Linked DNA regions of Mus musculus: regions 2 and 3 are each linked to region 1. The links are chromatin contacts, called in public HiChIP or PLAC-seq maps. All regions are on one chromosome and are shown on one strand. The core of a region is the stretch at or near the end of the contact, and the rest is flanking DNA. Distances in the headings are between cores, read along the strand shown. Region 1 has its middle 59 kb from the start of Gm51759. Region 2 overlaps Phactr2 (phosphatase and actin regulator 2). Region 3 holds the start of Ltv1 (LTV1 ribosome biogenesis factor).

Region 1 (3,102 bases), core at 579-3,078:
TATGTCCTTTAAAGAATGAAAAGGCAAAAGAGATGATTTTTCCTCCAGAGCTTCCAAGTCATGTGAGCGCCTTCATTTACCCCAGAGTGGGACTTCTCCCCTCTGGACTGTAATGGAATGCACCAGTGCTGTTCTAAACAAAGACCTCTGTGGCAGTTAATTGTAACAGAGAAAGGGAACCAGCTCAGCCCCAGAAACAAGAAGAGACAATCAGGGACTCTTTACTTCTGTGTCAGATTGGAGTAGTAATCACAAAACATCTACCGCTAAACTGGCAGGTATTTCTCAGTACAGTCTGCAACAGCGGCTTGTTAGTTTAACACAGGATCACATGCAACCCAGGATAACTTCGAACTCACTGTGTAACCAAGCATGACCTCAAATCTCTCATCCTTTAACCTCCACTTCCCAAGGGCCAGAATTACAAATGCATGCCACTGTGCCAGGTGCCACTGTCACAAGTGTGAAGAAAATGTCACTTTGGCTCCACATGGGCCCTGCTGCTAACTTTGAGAGTAAACGTAAGTTTTGAAAAGGGAAAGAAGCAAACAGAAATAAAACTGACTGATGCTGGCCATATGATATAGAAACATTCCCTGCTAGAGATTAAGAAACTGGCTGAAGACAGAGATATACTACCTCCCAAGTAAATCTTCAGTGTTTCACTTTTAATACCAGTGTCTTTTAGAGTGTGATGTGAATAAGGACACTGCAGAGTTACACACTGTTTTCTAGGGCCTAAAATCATAAAGTAGTATTGAGAATCCTTGACATTGTCTGGGGTCAGGAGAATGGCTAATCTCAACTCACTCCAGAGGCTATGGGGTTTGTCTGCTGATATTGTCAACTTGACCATTCACTGTGGCAAAGTTCCCTAACTAGGGATAACTCGCCTGGGTCCCTTTGCAGTACGAAATGCAGTCTCTCCAGATTTGGTTACAGACTGATAAAGCAGGTGTTAAGATAACTGATAGCTTTTCTCCTATTTGTAGACTTTCATATCTTCTCCCAAACACTGACAGAATAAACTGCTTCCAACACCCTGGGAACATAACCTTAGAAAATTGGTTTCATAGTTTCTCTTATTTCTTAGAATTTCTAATGCTCAAAATTTAGTTAGTAAAACTTTAGTGAGCAACTACTGTGTGGCAGGAACTGGATACTAGCCCTGGAACTGGATTCCTTAACTAAGGACCGCTAACATCATACATTAGCTGAAGAGACTGAGGTCCAGAGACTTTAAACTGTTTCTCTAAATTCTCAAAGATAGGTGAAGGCAAAACTCAGAGCCTGCCTTGCACTCTGTCTTCTCACAGGTTGTTTCCTATGTTTATAAGTGTGAGAAGTGTTACACTTACAGTCTTCTCACAGTTATAAACGTAGGAAACAACGTGTGAGAAGAGTTCAAAGACATCGAGAAGAGTCAAACAAATGGTTGAGAAATGGGGGTGTCCAGTTCATGACCCCACTCCACTTTCCGGCTTCCACCAGGGCCGGCTTCCTTCTCTGGGAGGAATGAATCGAGAAGTAGCAAACCTCTTCCTCTTTTAAAATCCGGGCTGCTGTGAATGAGTGAGTGACTACATGCATTTGTCTGACCATCTTGGGAGTGTCTAGGTGGCAAAACCCCCACTTGTCACAACCCAGCATCCTGTTATTATGGCTGCTTTTCTGCTCCCTAAAAACCTTTTCTTAAAAGAATTGTTACTATCCCGGTCACATGAAGAATTGTGCCTCTGATGTATTGAGGTTATTATTAGCTCACCAGTGGCCTCTCCCCTCCAACTCTCACCTCTACTTTCAATCTGCACCCTGGAGGAGCTACTTCTGTTTTCTGCTGGCCTGGCTGTTGGAGAGTAAGCCCTAACCTCCTTCCCCCCCTTTCTCTTCTCACTGTCCGCATCTTCCCGGCATCCCAAAGGCGTGACTTCCCCTGATTGGCTCTGCAGTTGGCACGATGCTATGCTCGCCTTTATGACTCTTGCCGTAATGCTCAGGTCTCTTTTCTGTGAGACCTGAAGAACTGTCAGTGAACGGTTAGCATACAGTAGAGTGTTCTCTGTTAGTGATAATGAGGAAAGAATAAATACCATGAAATAAGTTCATTGTTGAAGTTATGGCAATTCTGCCTCCCTTCTCCATGTTCCCACAAGTAAAACTCAAAATTTACTTATAAACAGCTTGTCTATAAAGTTATGTTCTTCTCTGACTAGATCGTAACTTAAATTTACCCATTTATTCTAATCTACATTCTTTGACATGGCTGATTGGTACCATGTATCTCTCTCCGTCATGTTTTCCTGGGTAAATCTCCAGTGCCTGACTCTGTCCCAGAACCCCCTCTGCCTCCCATATGACCCACCTTCTATTCTACCCTTTCCTGTAGGTCACCGGTTTTTTAATTCAAGGATGAGGCATCCATACAATACACAAGATATCCTCTCTACATTTCCCGCTAGTTCCATTGAACTCAAGTTTTTCTTTGGGGCAGTAATATTGCTATTTTAGCTGACATTAGTTATTTGTGTAATGACAAGCACCTCTAAGATTTTATATATGTATGCAATATATATTACCTGTACATAATGTAACCAATTACAAGATATATGTTGTGGCAATAGATGGAATAAGTAAGAGAAATTATGAGAAAATGGTTTCTCTGGTTTGGGAGTTTGGGGGAGTGCTTTTTGGATCATGCTCGCAGGATAGGAAAAATCATAGAGACTTTGTACCTGTAGATGGGTCAAAATATAAGAGTAATGGTGTGTGAGAAAAGTAGGTCACCTCCTGCAGAGGCCGCACCATTACTAGGAATAAAAGAGAAAGCAATCCATCTGGGACCTGGCCTCTGGGGTTTTTGATTTAAGGTTCAAGTTGAAAAGTAAGAAAAACTGCATCTTATTCCTGTGTTAGACGCTCACTCCAGGGCTCAGCTGCCACAGTCAGCAGGGAGGCTGCAAGCAAGAAGAAACAAAGCCTCTTCAGAAGCATTGCACAAAACCGGGATGCTCTAGAAGTGAACAAACACACAGCCAAGTCCAGAGTCCAAGGTACCAGAAACCAGAAACAAATGAACAACCGGAACAAAATAGCAGAAAACTT
Region 2 (3,010 bases), core at 369-2,868, 730 kb after region 1:
GCATCTGAGATTCTCTCTTCCATCTCTTGTATTCTGTTTCTGACGCTTGCATCTATGGTTCCAGATTTCATTCCTAGGGTTTCTATCTCTAGCATTGCCTCGTTTTGGGTTTTCTTTATTGTGTCTACTTCACTTTTTAGGTCTAGTATGGTTTTGTTCATTTCCATCACCTGTTTGGATGTGTTTTCCTGTTTTTCTTTAAGGACTTCTACCTGTTTGGTTGTGTTTTCGTGTTTTTCTTTAAGGACTTGTAACTCTTTAGCAGTGTTCTCCTGTATTTCTTTAAGTGAGTTATTAACGTCCTTCTTGATGTCCTCTATCATCATCATCATGAGATATGCTTTTAAATACAGGTCTAACTTTTCGGGTATGTTGGGGTGCCCAGGACTGGGTGAGGTGGGAGTGCTGCATTCTGATTATGGTGAGTGGTCTTGGCTTCTGTTAGTAAGATTCTTATGTTTGCCTTTCGCCATCTGGTAATCTCTGGAGTCAGTTGTTATAGTTGTCTCTGGTTAGAACTTGTTCCTCTTGTGATTTTGTTAGTCTCTATCAGCAGACCTGGGAGACTAGCTCTCTCCTGAGTTTCATTGGTCAGAGCACTCTCTGCAGGGAAGCTCTCCTCTTGCAGGGAAGGTGCCCAGATATCTGGCGTTGGAACCTGCCTCCTGGCAGAAGTTGTGTTCCACTCACCTGAGGTCTAAGATCCTGTGGAGAGTGCTCTGGGGACCTTGGGGGTGTCTGCCAACTCTGTGCCCAAGGTGACCCTGTGCTGGGGCCAACCAGAAGGGCACATTATCATTTTTTTATTGGAGATTTCAGCCCAGCAAACTGCCACCACCAAGTGACTTTACACCCATTGGGAGTGTGACCCACTGATGCACAGTTTCAGTCTAGGACAGCTCCTCCTGTCTACATCTCTCATTTTTCTCCCTGCACAACTGGAGAAGCTTTCTTGGCTCTCAGCTTCTCTTTCTCTTGAAAAGCCCGATCAGAACCAATCAGAGTGTCTTCCCGGTGCTCCTCCCGAGCTGGCTAATCCGTGGGTCCGGAACTGTACTTCCCGGGTTCCAAATAAGGCATCTCTGCTCCTTCAGTGTTCAAGTTGATTGATGGATATTGGGTCAGGAGAAGGCCTAAGTGAAGTTGAGCCCAGAGAAGGATTTTTGTTACACCAGTGAAGGAGGCAAAAACAAACAAACAAACAAACAAACAAACAAACAAAATTAATTAATTAATTAATTAATTAATTTTAAAAAATCACATTTCTGATTTGCGTTTCTCTGATCACTGTGGACATTAGGAATGATTTGATGGTTAGCCGTTTGTGTTCTCGGCATCAGAGGTCCTTCAGTGGAATCTCTTGCATCCTTTCTTAGCTCTTGATGTCTAGAGGGTAATAAATAATCCTTTGGCTGCTCTGCGAATTGGAAGTACTTCTCTTTTTTTTCAATTGCTTTCACTTTGTTGGTTTTGTTATTCAGGAAAGAAACGAGTTTTGATGTGTGAACACACATATTTATATACATTCAGAGAGGATCTACAAACATGCCATATATGTCTATACTTTGCTTTGAAATGCCCTTCAATAAAAAAACAAAATCTTCTGGCTTTGATAACTCTTATCTTTCCTTTCTAGTGTGGGAGGCTTCCTGCCTTGCTGGTCTGCGTGCCAAACACGAGCCCACAGAGCTTAATTTTAACTCAGCAAACAGAGCTTTTCGGTCGGGTCACATTACTGGGAACACCTGTGAAATTGAGGAGCTTTTCCTGAGGGCGAGCTAGGTAGGGCATCACCTCGCTGGGAGCAAAGTTCTGGCATTGGAATCCTGGCTGTCCTGCAGATCTGGAGACATTGCTTACTCAGAAGCCCGAACTGGAGGATTTTAACACCAGCTGCTTCGGGGTTTCTTTGCCTCCCTTGCTCAAAGCTTAGCAGCATTAGCTTCAAGACAACCAGTTCAACTGACTGTTAAAGACTTATGCCCAGGAATCTCTGGTCCCTTTTTCCCTCCATAGCTCCCAACAGAGAGAGTTTATAATTGTTTTGTACAACTATCTGTTCCCCCCCTTTTTGATTCCAGTTTTTATCTTTAATTTCAGAGCTTTAATGGAAGAACAGGAAAAATATACCCCTCCATTGTAAGGCCAAAATTGACTTGGTCAGACAGACTTGTCTCCATACCATTTGAGAGACTTCTATTTCCTACTTGAGCAAGTCTTGCTGCTTTGGTACAATGTTGACATCAACGCCTACCTCCATCACCCGCCTCCCCAAAGAGATGAAATCTAATCATCACCTCAGAATGCTTTCATGACATATAATCTTGTCACAGATGCAAAAGATTTTAGGACACTTTAACGTCTAGCTTTAAAAGAAAAACCAAACCAAAACAAACCAAACAAAACACCCTGTTTTCTCAAGTTTATATTCCACGATTAATTTTTAAGAACATTAATTAAAAAAAAGAAAAGAAAAATGAGAGAAAATAAGAAATTGAACCTTTTACCCTTAGTAATTCTGCTTGCAGCATTTTGTTGAAGCAGTGAAGCAACCGTAGAGAAGAAGACGGAAACTCACGAGTTTAAAGAATTGATTTCATGAAGGGATGTGCTTGTAGATTTCTGTCAGTAGAAAATCACCAAACTCCCTTGGTTGCTCTCCACCCAGTTCCTCCAATGCTGGTCCTTCTTCACCCAAGCTATGCCCCAACCCCAGCATTCTCTAGTTCTGACTAGAATTTTGTGGTACCAGTTACAACACAATCTAATCCCAGCTCATTCTGTATTTTCTTCCTCTAAATCCACTTACTGATTTCAAGACACAAGCGCATATGGGCTTTTGTCTCCTGGTGTCCGGGATGAGAAATGAGGCAGGAAAGAGAACAGCTAATGGCGGGAGCTGAGGTGCACAGGCCACGTACAGTCAGGAACAGTACATCTACTAAACTGGAGGCGAAAAGCCAAGGCAGCCAGATTAAGAGAGTAATAATAATAATAATAAAACAACAAT
Region 3 (2,858 bases), core at 142-2,641, 990 kb after region 1:
AATATGTGAGCAACAACTTGGGGGATGGAGATGTAGTCACAGAAAACGTGTTAGGGTGCTCTCCGAGCATGCAGGAAGCCCTGGCTGGCTTCAGTCTTCAGCATCACACACATCGAATACGCCCAACACTAGCGTGATGCAAGTAGGAGGATACGTAGTTCAAGTTGGACAGAAGGCTGGGCTACATGAGACACTGTCTCAAAAAACAAAAACAAAAAACCACCTTGGGTTTTTATTAGTTTTCATCTTAAAAAAATATGCAATCATCAGAGCTTCGGAATTTATTTTATTACATCAAATGCCCCTAAAACCAATAATCTTAGTGTTGTGATCATAAAAAGAGAAAGAGCTATTACGATAAGTTCTGGCGGGGTCTGGGAGAAGGGGGTATAGAGTTTATTCAGGGCATGGAGAGGGGAGTTAAGAAAGTAGACGAGGCAGAGAAAGGCAGAGAGAAGGAGAGAGTAGTGAAGTAGAGGCGGGCCATGACACATGGAGCAAGGGGGGGAGGGAATGGGGAGCAAGAGGGCAAGAGGCAAAAGAAAGGCAAATGAGAGAGGATGGGAGAGGGGGAGACAAGCAGCCCCTTTTATAGGGCCAGGTCTACCTGGCTGTTGCCAGGTAACCGTGGGGCAGCGAATACCTGGCAATTGCCAGGTATCTGTGGGGGTGGAGTCCAGACAGAATACCAACACTTATGGACTGTGCTAAAGGTACGGTTGGGAGTTGTTCATCAAAAAGATGTAATACGAAAACCCTAAAGATGTTAGACTCTGCCTATTGAAGCTAGGCCTTGGTTGGACATTGCTAGGCAACTGATTCCCCTTAGGTCAAGAAGCCAGGGAAGGCCAGGGAGTGGTGGAGCACGCCTTTAATCTCGGGAGGCAGAGGCAGGCGGATTTCTGAGTTTGAGGCCAGCCTGGTCTACAGAGTGAGTTCCAGGACAGCCTAGGGCTACACAGAGAAACCCTGTCTCGAAAAACCAACCAACCAACCAACCAAACAACCAAACAACCAAACAAACAAACAAACATATTAAAAAAAAAAAAAAAGAAGAAGAAGAAGCCAGGGAAGTGACCACTTTCCTGTCATGAACCTGCACAGCCTTGGTCTTGTTTTCGTTTGTTTTTGATTGTTTTTGTTTTGTTTGTTCTGAGTTAAGCACAGGTAAGGAATATCTGAAGCCCCAGGTTGGAACCTGAAACTTGCCCTCAGGTAAGTAGGCTACTCCCTGCCGCCACCAACTCCAGCCAGAAAGCCCCGCCCACTGAAGGTCCTGCTAGCCCCACCTCCCGGAAGTCCCCGGGAAGGTTCTGTCACCGCGGGCTCACGCAACTTCCGGCTACAGCCTAGCGGCTCGCCGGCGATTGGCTCCTTGCCCCGCCATCGTGTGACGTGCTGCCCTAGCCCTGTGGACCCACGTGTGGAGCTGCCGGCAGGTACCGGGGAGCGGCGGTTCGGCTGCCGCGGTTCCGGAGAGGGTGTCCCTGCCTCATCATGGTGAGAAAACCGCGGTGCTCCGGGAGGGAGCCGCTCCCTGCGGCTGACTTAGGCCACTGGCCGCGTGGCTTGGTGCCCCGAGTCCTGTCACTCTCCCGGCACCAGTCACCTTCGTCACCCCCGGGGCACTTCGGAAGGAGAAAGAAGGTTTCCCTTTCGCCAAACGCCCGGAGTTTCCAGTCCTGAAGGCTTTGGGTAACTCCGTCCCTGTGACGCAGAAGCTCCGCCCCCTGCTTCCGGGGTTCACTTGGGCCACTGGGTAGCAACTCTGGTTAGACCCAGAGCTGAAGAGCAAATACGAATGTATCGAGGAGTAAATCATCTGAACCTTAGTTGTCTGTGCCCTAATCTTATTTACTACCTTGTAGATGAAGTGTCTGTCTATATTTTCTTGTGGCAGGCTCCTTGTCTTGTTGATAAAACTTTTCGGGGACCTTCCCAGAGCACCCATTAAGAGAGACTTCAGGCATTTGCTTTTGATTTGAAAATCCTGTTTGATTTTCCCTCTTACTGATTTACTTGCTAAGAGCGGAGAGTTTCTCACACTGCCCCACATATTCCCCAGCACCTTTGAACAAGTGTCTCAGAGTAGGTGCCTAGCCAGGGTTTGTTGGCGAAGGTAAGTATGGATCCTTCAGGAGACAGGGACTCCTGTCCTGTCTGGCTTAGGTGTACAAATCTGAAATATCTGTTCACCCTCCACATGCTTAACTGAGTGTACCTGTGGCTGTGGCGTTGCCCACTGTGTGGGGGTTCTGTTTTATTGACCTTTCCTGATTATTTTGTAGCCTCACAGAAAGAAAAAGCCCTTTATAGAGAAGAAGAAAGCTGTGTCTTTTCACCTGGTCCACCGGAGCCAGCGAGATCCTTTAGCCGCAGATGAAACTGCACCCCAGAGGGTTCTCTTGCCTACACAAAAGGTAGGTCCTGTTCTGGAGCCACTACGTTTTTAGGTGAATGGTAGTTTTGTAGTCCTGAACATGGAACCCAGGGAACTTAAGCATGCCGGGCATTCTCAGAAGTTGGTCCTCTTAAAAAAATAAAAAAAAGAGCTGTGACTCAGTTTCCAGTTTCTGTGCTGATGTTTGATGTTGTGTATTTATTTTGATTGACAGGCTAAAGCATCTTTGAGATTATTAAATAAAGAGATCTTATAGAATATTAGTCAAGTTCACTAGTTCACAGCCTCCATCTGCACAGTATTATTTAGGCTATGGCGGTATGCTCAGTCTCTGCTTTCTCTTGGGATTCCCCCATATTACAGTAGTCTTCCATTTGCCCCCTCGTCTCTCATGTCATGAAATACAGAACATCCAAGCTCATGGATAGCTTTGGCAATCCTAGAGGGGCCGTGAGTA

What was found. HiChIP or PLAC-seq counts read pairs in DNA pulled down with a chosen protein or histone mark.
Region 2: an H3K4me3 HiChIP or PLAC-seq map of bone marrow-derived macrophages shows a contact between it and region 1, with 6 times the contacts expected there. The contact joins two enhancer-like sites. A contact is called at or near these places in 3 of 484 Hi-C or Micro-C datasets (bone marrow-derived DN3 thymocytes, cardiomyocytes and embryonic stem cells) and 1 of 115 datasets of contacts at active chromatin or transcription factors (bone marrow-derived macrophages).
Region 3: a contact with region 1 is called in an H3K27ac HiChIP or PLAC-seq map of microglia, with 6 times the contacts expected there. The contact joins the promoter of Ltv1 here to the enhancer-like site in region 1. A contact is called at or near these places in 2 of 39 promoter capture datasets (embryonic stem cells and liver), 2 of 484 Hi-C or Micro-C datasets (CD4 T cells and olfactory sensory neurons), 4 of 115 datasets of contacts at active chromatin or transcription factors (astrocytes, embryonic stem cells, large pre-B cells and 1 more) and 1 of 9 other capture datasets (adipose tissue).

What each region holds. Positions count from the first base shown.
Region 1 is chr10:14,185,202-14,188,303 of GRCm38.p6, reverse strand. No RefSeq gene overlaps it. Among named protein-coding and RNA genes, the nearest start is that of Gm51759, 59 kb to the right of the region's middle. Within about 2 kb of position 1,828, at least 48 of the 459 cell types and tissues checked have an H3K27ac peak or open chromatin away from gene starts, as enhancers often do. A contact at or near this core is called in bone marrow-derived macrophages and microglia, where this site is marked.
Region 2 is chr10:13,452,174-13,455,183 of GRCm38.p6, reverse strand. All of the region lies in intron 1 of Phactr2 (phosphatase and actin regulator 2), which reads left to right. Among named protein-coding and RNA genes, the nearest start is that of Phactr2, 21 kb to the left of the region's middle. Within about 2 kb of position 1,618, at least 21 of the 459 cell types and tissues checked have an H3K27ac peak or open chromatin away from gene starts, as enhancers often do. A contact at or near this core is called in bone marrow-derived macrophages, where this site is marked.
Region 3 is chr10:13,191,670-13,194,527 of GRCm38.p6, reverse strand. It overlaps Ltv1 (LTV1 ribosome biogenesis factor), which reads left to right and starts at 1,391. Exons shown (of 11, transcript NM_181470.4): 1 at 1,391-1,500; 2 at 2,289-2,420. The coding sequence starts at 1,498.